Regions from separate parts of the Anas platyrhynchos genome. Here region 1 is linked to region 2. The links are chromatin contacts, called in public Hi-C maps. All regions are on one chromosome and are shown on one strand. Each heading gives the region's core, a stretch centred on a gene start, on an enhancer-like site or on the middle of the called end of the contact. The rest is flanking DNA. Distances are from core to core; before and after follow the strand shown. Region 1 overlaps LOC101802544 (a long non-coding RNA gene). Region 2 overlaps LOC101802544 (a long non-coding RNA gene).

Region 1 (5,709 bases), core at 1,047-3,546, 35 kb before region 2:
ATATTTTTAGCAATGTATACAAAGAAGATTATTAAACTAACTTACCTTTGGCACGTGGCTTTGAAAGCTTCACGTTTGACACTAGTCATAAAAACCATACTATCAGAGCTGCAAAACCTGTAAATATATGGAGAAAAAAAAATCAAGTGACTTAGCATAACTTCCTGAGCATGCTTAAAGACTCTAGATTGGTTAACACATTGAAAAATATCACTGCTGTCTCTTTCACCCTGCCACCTGAGTGCGGATTGCTTGTTACTGTTCCTGCAGACATTTCAAGTCACACCATGCAGCCGATGTTAAATCTGTAGCAAGATAGAGGATGGATTGTGTCTGGAATGGGAGCTCAGGCTAGGGTTGTAATCCTGTCGCTGTACCTGTCTCCAAATTTCACCAGTGGCTTTTTGATTCTGAGATAAAGACGATTAAAACTGTGCTAGGACTGATCCTAAGAGACAAAATAATGCTTAAAGGATGCTCCAAAGTTACATATATTAAGGTTAGGAAGAATCATAGAATATCTGAGTCGGAAGGGACCCACAAGGAAAAATCTAAAATAACCTAAGACCTGAAACAAGTATTTCGCAAGACTGTGTTTACTGTTTTTTTCAAAATACAGAAGTCATTGTTCCAGAGGCAGGGTGCGTAGTTAACAGTGCCTACAGAGCTCCCCCAGCCAGGAAGATCTCCCTGAAAGGAGTTCTCAGGCTGTGACACATCTCCACAACAAGGAACTGAAAACCAGGACGACTGGGATCCTTCATGGCAGACGTCCTGGGATCCTTCATGGCAGATCTGAAGACCTGACTAGGAAAGGGCACTAAGCCCCTTGTATCTCACCTAGGGAAAGAGCTGTGAGTAATACGCAACCTTAACAAACAGACTGGCAGGTATCTCGTTTGAAAGCAAGAACTGAAATACTGACAGGTTGTCAAATTTCCTAGTAGCCAACCTGTCCTTTTCTCATGCATGGAAGTCGTTCTAGAGGGAGAGGCTGCTGGAAATAAGCACCTGAAAACAGAGGCAAAGATAAGAAGGCTCATGGAAGATGCTGAGTTGATGACCAAAGTCTTCATCAAGACTGTTACCCTGTTTACTTCCTAATGCTGTGGAGATGAAGGAATCAAAGCCCCCAGGTTCTCTTGCAAATCGCAGGGATCCTACCCCTCTGTGCCCCTGAGGTTGTACAAGCCCATATCAGTGCTATGCTGCCTCCCCCTTCCTTTTTTTTTTTTAATTAATATATTAAAAAATCCCATTATTTTTTACGTCTTTCTACATCCCTTCCTGTACCGAGAAGTTTCTTATACTTGAGCAGACGTGTTAAGATACAAGGAAAGTTGTAGGAAGAGAAGGTTATTTCAGGGAGAGCCTCGGCTGCTTTGCAGAAAAAGGAGCATTTTATTTCGTGGAAAACAAAACCTTCAACCGAAAGAGACTGATGTTTATATTATCACTAAAACTTTTGCTGAAAGGGGAAGAAACAGCGACTGCAGACAGCGGTTCAAAAGGAAGTTCTGTTACAGTCCAGACCAAAAAAATTAAGTTCTTACAGTGTATAAAATATGTAATCAACGCTGAGCTTCTGCGCTTGCCTTAAATACCGAGCTGGGAGCGTGGACTGCTCCGCTGCTCGTCTTTAATGTATCCACCAGCCGTAATGCTGGAACCTATGCAAGGAGATAATTCAGACAAAAGCATCCATCGAGCAGAAAACTGTGATATTTGTCCAGTGAAACTTCTCCAGCTCTAACAAAGACACCATTCAAAAAAAAAAAAAAAAAAGGCATTTCAAAGAGCGCTGTAGATGCTGGACATCGACTGATTCTGGAGTTAAAGTCAGACATCTGCTAGCCAAAAGGAGGAATTCAAGAAGGAGACGCTTTCAAGTCTCAGACTTTCAAGTTGGAGACCTCCAGCCTGCACTTATCTATGTTTTCACACATCGCTAGCGGAGTTAGAAATACCCAGTGCGCAGAAGGAAAACAATCTCTATCAGTGCATACAGCACCGACACGATAAGGCGATGTTTTCCAAGCCTGGAGCAATTGTCGAGCAATTGCGATTCGTCAAGGCCACACGCCTGACACCCGGGGTCGTCTAACCTCAGGCCATCTTCCACCTTCTCCCCAGCTGGTCCCGGTGGCTCCGCTGCTTCTTTGCGAGCTGCCGGCGCTGGTTTCTCCTGCTGCCGGCACCGAAGAGCCCCCCGGGAGGCAGAGGCAGAGGCGATGGGTGCTGCTGCTGCACCGCCACGGTTTATATAAGCAGCAGCTGCTTGGGTTTTGTTCCAAGACGAGCGAGGGCCTGTGATGGTCAGAGGGAGCTCAGGGCCAGCCGATGCTGAACCAGGGCTTTCCGCCACGGGCTGGGTCCGGTCAGGGCTCGGAGGGCCCGGCGGCAGCTCTCAGGGTGCTGGGTTGTGTCTGGGAGTGAAATCGCCACCTTTAACTAGCTCTTAAAGCAGAAAGACCCTGCCTCGCTCAGTCTGTTTTGATACAGCTTTAGGTCTGCATTGTTTTATTTTCATTTTAAAGGCCCTCCTCCAACTCAACATAGCCACTTCGCAAAACAGGGGTCTTCTTGCCATCCAAGCTGTTATTCCGTAGTTTTACAATTTTTACTTAATCACCTCCATAGGCAACCTCTGCTCCTTAATTTTTGCATTTTATGACAGAAGTTTTAATGGATTTTCTTTACTGCATGATTCAGTCTTCCAATTACAATTCATAAACTCCGTGTAGACGGAAAGCGGAATTCAATTAAAACGCAGCAGAAGAGCGCTTCATTTTTTTATCAGTTCAATGAAATAACCTCAGATGCTCATAACATGCAAGGGAAAGAATAGATTTCTCAGAACACGGTGCACTGAAAACTGATTTATTCAACAAGGCCTAATCGCTGCTAGCTGCTGAGCTGAAGGGATTGTTTCTGGTCAGCACGACCTGCAGGACGCTGGAACTAGTACATCGCATCCTCCGGCCGCTTTCATTCATGGACTCCAGGAGGAATTAAAAAAAAAAAAAAAAAAAAAAAGGAAATTGCCTGCTTTTTCGTCCCTCCGTGGATTTTTCTATTTCGAACCTATTAGTCATTCATATAAAGTAAATGAGTACATTAAAAGGGGGGAAAAAAAGCTATCAGAAGCAACTTCAGCATAGGTTATAGGTCCGTGTGCTCTGCCAGCGACTCCCACCCTTTCGGTGGTTTGACTTTCTCTCAGACTTTGGCATCAGAAAACGTGTTGCATGGGATTTTTATTGTGTTATTTTAAAATTCTCTAATAAATTTAACATTAATACAGGCTGCCCTGCTTTCGTATTTAATTTTAAGTGGTCTTGTTAAAAGAGAAGCATTTAATTTAAACAAAATAAAGTAGACCTATAGAACTCATTAAACTTAAATTAATAATTCCGGGAGGCCAGGGAAGTAATAGAAAACGTGGATTCCTTCCTTTCCGAATTATCAGCCATTTATGCGATCGGCTCTTCAAAACAGAATGGGTTCCTACTGTGCCTGCTGGTGTACACATAAAGTTAAAGAGACAGAGCCCTGGCACAGAGGTTCGCCTTAATTTGCTCAACACCTGAGGTGTTAAAAGTAAAGCCAAACAGGAGAGGCTTTTTATTATTTTTTTTTCAGTAAAGCACTGGCTGTTCGAGTGCGGAATTACCAGCGCCAGGAGGCAGAGGGTGAAAGGATGCTGTGAAGGGCTCCAGATCCTCGCCTGTTCCTCCATCCCTTCCTGCTCCCCTACCCTTTAAGCTCTAGCTGCATTCACCCATGCCTGCCGACTGAAAATTGGAAGGAGCCTCAAGTAACCAGGGAACTGAACGTAAGCAATGCCGACCTTCCTCCCTGCTAAATATAGAGACTTCCCATCAAATCTCCTTGTCCTTCCTACGTGTCTCTGGAGGATAAACCTAGCATCAGGACAACTTCCCAAGTGGAAAGGAAGAAAATTATTTCTGATAACGTCCAAAGACTGTGACCCTGGCCTGCTCAGTTCTGAAACGTAACGTGCAGGTTTGGCAGCACAGAGCTGTGGCTTCAGTTTATTCGCTTAATAAAAAGCAGAATGAAATTCCACTTCCCGAGTTACTGTGATGGGAGTAACACTATCCCATGGTTTTTCTAGTGATTTTCTCACTCTTTTCTATGGTGGGCTCCCAGGCTTCCTCTCTGTAGTAGAGAGGATCTGAAGGCAAGCATAGGGAACAAGAGAAACCACTGGTCAAAATTACAGCGGTAGCAACGAGTTTCTACAGAGATAAAGAGGAAGAAAGTTTGGTTTAGGTAAGGGCACGATTAAGCAAGGAGAAAGAGATGAGGAAGAGGCCTTTTATTAACATATAAAACCTTTGAACCACAGCGTGCAGTTAGCACAGCTGGCACTGCAGGAACAGGGAGGATGAGGACTGCCTCAGGTTGGCTCTGGCTGGTTGGATGTGAAGAAGGAGAAGCCCTGGAAGTGTTTGTTTCACTACTGCACCGACTGGGCTGGTGGGCAGTGATTCATAAACCGACCTTACTGGAGAATATGAGAGGTTGGGCTGGTTGAGGCCGGGCCCGTTATCCTATTCCCAGCAGCAGATGTAGGCCGGTTCTCACCCAGGTGCTGTCCCAGCAAATAGCAGGACCAGGACAAGCACATCGCATATTGTCCACGGGTCCTGGTACCCAACTTCTCTTAGCTCGGGTGGGTTCCTGAGCCTGACGCCGTTTGGCTTCACTAGGTCCCCCTACCAAGGTTTTCTGCACTGTCTCCACTGATCCGTGTGGACTTCTTTCATCCAGACATCTTTAGGCAAAGGATGCCACGAGTGTATTTTCTGTGAACCCGCCTACAGCCAGCTTCATCTCATGCATCCTCTTTTTTGTACTGAGAATGCAAAAAGCTGATCCCAGTCCATCCTTTTTAATGCATCACCTTAAAAAAAAATCATCGTTATTCTGAAGAAACGTTTGAGGGGTGCCGTAATTAAAGCCTGTGAAGTAGAAGCCATTGCCTCTGTGCTGGAAATCTTATTTCTTCTTAGCTCTACTGATCAGGCACCAGCCTACCCGCTCTCCGTGGCAGATGCTGAAGCTGCTATTGCACAGAACTCCTTCCAAGATCCCAGGGAACTGGAAGCTCAGCTGAGCACATTCGGAGAGAGAGCCACTCTTTCCCACTGTTAGGGAAGAGGCATTAGAGGAAAAGACGCAGTCATGCATATTGTGCTCTTAAAACCCCGCTGGTCTTTCTGCGAGCAGGCTCCGAGAGGAGAGTAGGGAGGGGAAATGAAGAGAAGAAAAATTGCCAATCGACAGGAACCAGCCCCGTGCTCCGAAAATCGCTCGCAAAGAATTAAAGCTCAGGGAACCGACGTAAACTTTAGCTGAAAACTGAAGTAAAAAAAAATAAAAAAAGAAGATGAAGTAGTTCAAGCTTCCTCTAAAGGAGCGGGGCATTGTTTCTCGAGTTTGGCAGTAGACCTTAAACAGGCACAGCTGACATAACAATTAAAACAGCAGAAGCTTGAGAGAGTTTCCCAGTATTTCAGGAGGAGATTCATAGCCCATAGAGTACGCTCCCATTTTCCAAGGAGCAGGAATATTTCTCCAGCAGACGGGAAAGCCCAGGTTCTATTAGTAAAAAATCGTGAGATGGACAGGTGAGACCCGTTTCCATTCTTAGGTAAAAATACAAACAGAGCATTTTACTGC
Region 2 (5,403 bases), core at 2,406-4,905:
TTATGATTATTTCATGTCTAAAGTACATTTGGGGGAAAAGCAGGACTTACATTATCCCAAAAGGCAGGTTCCAGCACAAGCAATGATACAGTGACAGAATTCACAGTAAGAAGTCACAGTAGGGTCCTGATCTTGCAACTCAACTTTCACAAACAGAACCCTGCACTACTGCAGAATCTCCTTAATTTCAATTAGGGCCCTACCCACACATAATCAGTTACAGAGTCCACCTATGTGGGAGTAACAACAGCCAGAACGGGACCCGTTCCTCCACACACCTGCAAAAATATTGGGAGAAAAAAAATAAATTAGTAACATGCAGCAAAGCTTCTGATAGCCTGTTTTACTACAGCATTTAGCACGTAATAAAGGAGTTCCATACATATTTAAGTTGCATGTTATTTATAGGAATCTTTAGTTCCCTTTTTACAGAATGTTTACTTAAAATTGCTTATGGGTTTTACATGCAGTGATAGCACATCATGGGAACTTCAAATGATATACATTTGAAATATAAATGTAGATATATTTTTAATAATTACTCTGCAAGACCGTGTTATCCTAGTTCCTTTGGTCTACAGTGACAGTTGTTTGATAGCGCTTAAGCCTGCATAAAATCTGTCTCACAACATACATGTTGGGGAGACAGCATAGGCCTGTGAATTTATTGAGGTCTTCATGATCATGAACATATCTGGCCACATATAGCAGCACACGAGACCAAGGTCTTTGAAAATACATGAGAAATAGCAGTTACTTTTAGACTAAACATGAGCTTTTTCAAACAAAAAATCCTTTTGAAAATCAACAATAATTATTTCCTAAATTTAAGCTCTTACTGAACATCATTTAAAACACAGGAAGAACAAATGTAATGTTAAATATATACCACATCTTCACTGTTCACACAAAACTTAACATTTATTATTTGACCTTGCTGTTCTCATTAAACACACATCTATGTTGATCTTTCAAAGGAAGTTACAACGCTTTTCTGTATTATAAACCATTTACAAACAGGTCAGCTATGGGTTCTATGAAATAATATTTAACTGGTGACACTTCGTAAGAGTACTGATGATAAAGGACCAAAGAACAACCACTAGATCTTAGAATCAAGGAGCAGACATTTCTTTGTGCCTTTAATATAGATACAGTTAGGGAAACAACAATACTTTTCAAAAATAAATAAATAAAAACACAAAACTAGGACCAAATGAAAGGGTTTGAGAATCTAACAGAGGAACCAGAAGTTCCATACAGCTGGAATGCAGTCATTTTTTCTTTCCTTCCTTTTTTGTCTTTGAACAACCAGTTGTTCTCTTACTGGCTGTGATTTTGTCAAACAACTAACTTGTAAATAAACAGAAAATGGTGAGGAGTATTGCTGCCAGGCTGATGGTTTTCAACTGGGCAGGAGGACAATTGAGCTGTACATTTCAGATGTTACAACACATTTCAAGGCAGTTGTCTTACAAATTAGTGAATTTGAAGTGTGCCTTTTTTCCCCATGTTACTGCTTTTAAAATGTACATATTATCATTTGAGAAATTCAACTGTGTCTAAAGATGGGTGCTCCAGCCCTGTTTAAAAAGTATTGTATCTTGGCCCTGATCTAATGTTGCACAGAAGATTTAGAAGTATCACACAGCAGTCAAGTTAGTGCCGCCCACCTAAGCCTGCAAAGTGAGTGAAGCAGCACCTCTGGCAGGTGTCACCTGCCAATTTCTCACTGACTGAGAAGAGGGCACAGACCAAATCTCTCAGGACAATCAGTTCTGTAGGTGCCATGACCATGAAGCTTGGAAAAGTAATGAAGTCTAGTCACTTAGACAGGCCTGCACATGTCCCCAGCACACTTGTGCAGCAATCCCAAGCTGACGCTACCCTGGTTGGTTTCCCTCTCCCTTCTAAATAGTTGCCCTAAATTCCTTCGCAAAACACCAAGTTCTCATTACTGAGAGCAACCCACGTTGTGGCTGGGTTTAAGAAACACACACCCTGACTGTCAGACCAAATAATGAAGGAAGTAATAAGTGGCAATAAGTGGCAAGTTCCAGGCCAGGCTGGATGGGGCTTTGGACAACCTGGTCGAGTGGGAGGTGTCCCTGCCTATGGCAGGGGGGCTGGAATGAGGTGATCTTTAAGGTCCCTTCCAAGCCAAACCGTTCTGTGATTCTACAAAGTTAACGAGTTGAACAGAACAGAAAATTTCTAAGTCCAAGCTGCAGCTTTTTCTGTCCTGGGGGCACAAATTTGAGTCCTTTCTCTAATCCCATCTGCTAAGAACTGTAACTTAAACTGCAGAAACTTGACTTTGTAACCTCTATCCCTGGATCAAATGCAGCTGAAATTAAGCGCTGGATTCAAAAATTATGAGGAGAAAACACAATCCTATATAGCTTGTTTTGTTCAGAAACTGGGCATGTAAACACTGTAGCATAATCATTGTGAAAATAACTAATGAATTTTATGTCTTTACTGTTTTCATTCAGGAGTCACACCACAAACTCAGCTATAACTGAACCCAGATTTTTACACGATGATAGTATAAACGAATCCAGAGAATGTAGAGACTGTTTCAATAAAACCGGCTTTGTTTTGCCACTGTACACAGGACCCTAAGTATATGTCACTTCATAAAGGTGAAAATTTAACAGGAATAAAACTTTATACATATTTTTTGAACTCACCAAGACTCCAGTGGACTGCCCTTCATGTAGACCCCTGCTTCTCTTCCAGTTTCTTTCTGTATCTCCCAAGGCTTAAGAAAAGTTCAGGGATACATAGCTCAGTAACTGAATGGTGACATTAAGTTTAAAGAATCAATGGATCTATTCAGTGTACCTTGTGTACAATGTACCTACTTTTTTTATTTTTAATATATATATAGAATAAGCATAAAGGTTATTTAAAGAATCACCCTAACATCCCGATGCCACCACCTGGATTTAGATCATAATTATCCGAATTTAGAGAATTATTTTTAATAATAAGCGGGTCCCAGTTTCCTTCTCTAAAAATGGCATCCACTGTGCTCCTCGTAGCCTTTCTATTGCCCTAGCATTGAATTTTGACTCGTGTGTTTCTCAGCAAAAAGACATAGTTGAAATCAGAGGGTTTTATTTGCTGATGGATTCCAGGAACTGATGAAAGAAGGAAAGAAACTGAAAGAGTGTAATGACCTCTCCAAAACTCCAATAAAAGGAAGAGAGACAAAGAATAATCAGTGCAGAAAAGTTAACAGAAAACTGGACATTGGAGGAAAGGTTAGAAGGAGACAAGGTGAATAGGAATAGCCAGGGAAATGAAAGTACTTTAACAAAAAAGGGTGGAATAAAAGAAACAAAATTATCATCTTAGCAGAGCAATGAGAATGGGGTTTTCAAAACCATGTGACTTCTATTGAAGGCAGAGAATTACATCAACTCCAAATATGCTTTAAGAAAATCTTCAATAGACTTAACTTTAACCGTTTAACTTTAAGCATATGGAGGATCTAAACTCTGCTCAGCTAAACAACTAAAGAAGTGCTTAAATTAAAAAAGATATATATGAATAAATCATCTTGTAATCATTCCCTACGTCTGTAGTATCAAGCATGCATTCAGATCTGAGCCCCAACTCCTTACCCTGCTTGCATGCTGACTCACACTTTGGCGCTCGCCTGGCTCCAGCCTATTGGTTATCAGATAGGCAAAACTCAAGTACAAGACGCAAGGGACTAATGTGGATTCTCTCACCAGCTACACTCATGCGAGTATCGTGACTGAAGTACGAGATTAATTGTTTCATGAGGCAGAGTGTAAATAATTAAGTGCTTAAGGTTAATTTGAGAAGCAGGCCTCAAAAAGAAAACTAAAGGGAAAGTAGCTGAGGAAGAAAAAAGCAGCAGACTGTTGAATCTGTATTAAAAATAAATGACCTCTGGGTTATATCTCAATGCACTCTGCCTGAAAACTACTGCTTCTTTTTGGCTGAAGTATTAAATCTTATTTTTAATACATGAGATGGTAAATAACTCTGGCAAAGGTTAAATTCGGTCAGCGGTTGATGACAGTACTAAAGTAATCCTTAACGCAGGGTGTCATTCAGCTATAGGCACACAAGGCTCACCATCTATCTCTTCTGCCTACTAAACACACTTGCACTTCCAAACCCACTTTGGTAAATAACTGGGAGAGGATTAAGACCCAGTACTCCAATCTCTATGGTAACGCCCATAAATGTAGGAGGAAATGTGGAAATCATAAGCCGCTACTAGGGTTCTGTCTCTTTTACTCCTTCCTCTACAACACAGTTACTAAAGGAAAACAGAAACCGAGCCACTCGGTTCAACACAGTGAGCCAACAAAGTTCTGGGACATCTCTCAGCATCCTGTGAACTTCTGGTCATTGTGATCCATCTGCTAAGCTACGGATCGATCTGTACAGCGTTACTTTAAGCTGTCATCTCTCTGACCATGAAGCCAGCACCAACACTCAGCAATTATACTCTCCCATACGCTCCTGCCACTAATACTCCATCTTCCACCTACAGCTGTAAAAAAGGGAACTCCCTGTTTGTAAGATGCATGTTTAATAAATCCATACATCTAAGAATCACGACTTAATGTAGGTAGGGAGCTAGAGTAAGATTACAGACCTGACTAAGGCAGCGAGTTGGAGATAGAATTAGTTCCTCGACAGATTCATCACCCATTTCATAAAATGGTTAAATAATGTGCTGCTCTTTTTATGAGAATCGCGAGCATTACTAAAATTTAATAAATGTTTTGAAGCTCAGATTTCAAAATTTCCCAGAAATTAGGAAGCTAGGGAAGCAAATGAACAACTTACATCAAGCCATCTTAAAAGAAGTGAATCGAACAGCATAAAAGCAAACAAATTAGTGCTAGCTAAAGCATTTCCAGATCCCTCACTCCTGTATTAATTTCAATAGCACTTTGTTTAAATGCAGGCATACATATCCATAAAGTTTAAGCTTCAATCTTTCCAACAATTCCTCTTTATCTGAGTTTTACCCGACCGTCTAGTGCTGCTGATAAAAATACTCATGTGGACAGAGTTCAGCACATGCACAGGACTAAGGCTAAAGCAAGTAATAAAGAAATTAGCTAATAAATTCTTAAATTTTGAAAAGGCAAGGACAGGCAAGAAGATAATAAAGCTTGAGAAAGCAACAACTGATGTACTGGGGGGAAGATGAGAAATTAAATTATGGTCCCAGCAATTACTCTACAAAAATATCTAACTTTAATGCCAGTTAAATAACAGAATAGATGCTAGGGAGAAGAAAACAATAGAGCATCCCCTCAATAACTTCATAGTCACGATAACCACACTATTTTCTCACCATTTGATGAGTCCTCTTCAGTTCAAGGCTGAAGTTTGTGGGTGCTG

What was found. Hi-C and Micro-C count contacts between places; a contact is called where the count stands out from the background.
Region 1: a contact with region 2 is called in a Hi-C map of small yellow follicle, with 2.6 times the contacts expected there. The contact joins two enhancer-like sites. A contact is called at or near these places in 5 of 8 Hi-C or Micro-C datasets (liver, skeletal muscle, small yellow follicle and 1 more).

The regions. Positions count from the first base shown.
Region 1 is chr1:178,849,273-178,854,981 of IASCAAS_PekinDuck_T2T, reverse strand. It overlaps LOC101802544 (a long non-coding RNA gene), which reads right to left. Exons shown (of 12, transcript XR_011806436.1): 7 at 46-117. The region is part of intron 1 of LOC140001320 (a long non-coding RNA gene); the gene reads left to right. Among named protein-coding and RNA genes, the nearest start is that of KCNRG, 85 kb to the right of the region's middle. Within about 2 kb of position 2,296, at least 5 of the 8 cell types and tissues checked have an H3K27ac peak or open chromatin away from gene starts, as enhancers often do.
Region 2 is chr1:178,816,118-178,821,520 of IASCAAS_PekinDuck_T2T, reverse strand. It overlaps LOC101802544 (a long non-coding RNA gene), which reads right to left. Exons shown (of 12, transcript XR_011806436.1): 3 at 5,357-5,403; 4 at 2,694-2,764; 5 at 1-278. All of the region lies in intron 2 of LOC140001320 (a long non-coding RNA gene), which reads left to right. Among named protein-coding and RNA genes, the nearest start is that of KCNRG, 52 kb to the right of the region's middle. Within about 2 kb of position 3,655, at least 2 of the 8 cell types and tissues checked have an H3K27ac peak or open chromatin away from gene starts, as enhancers often do.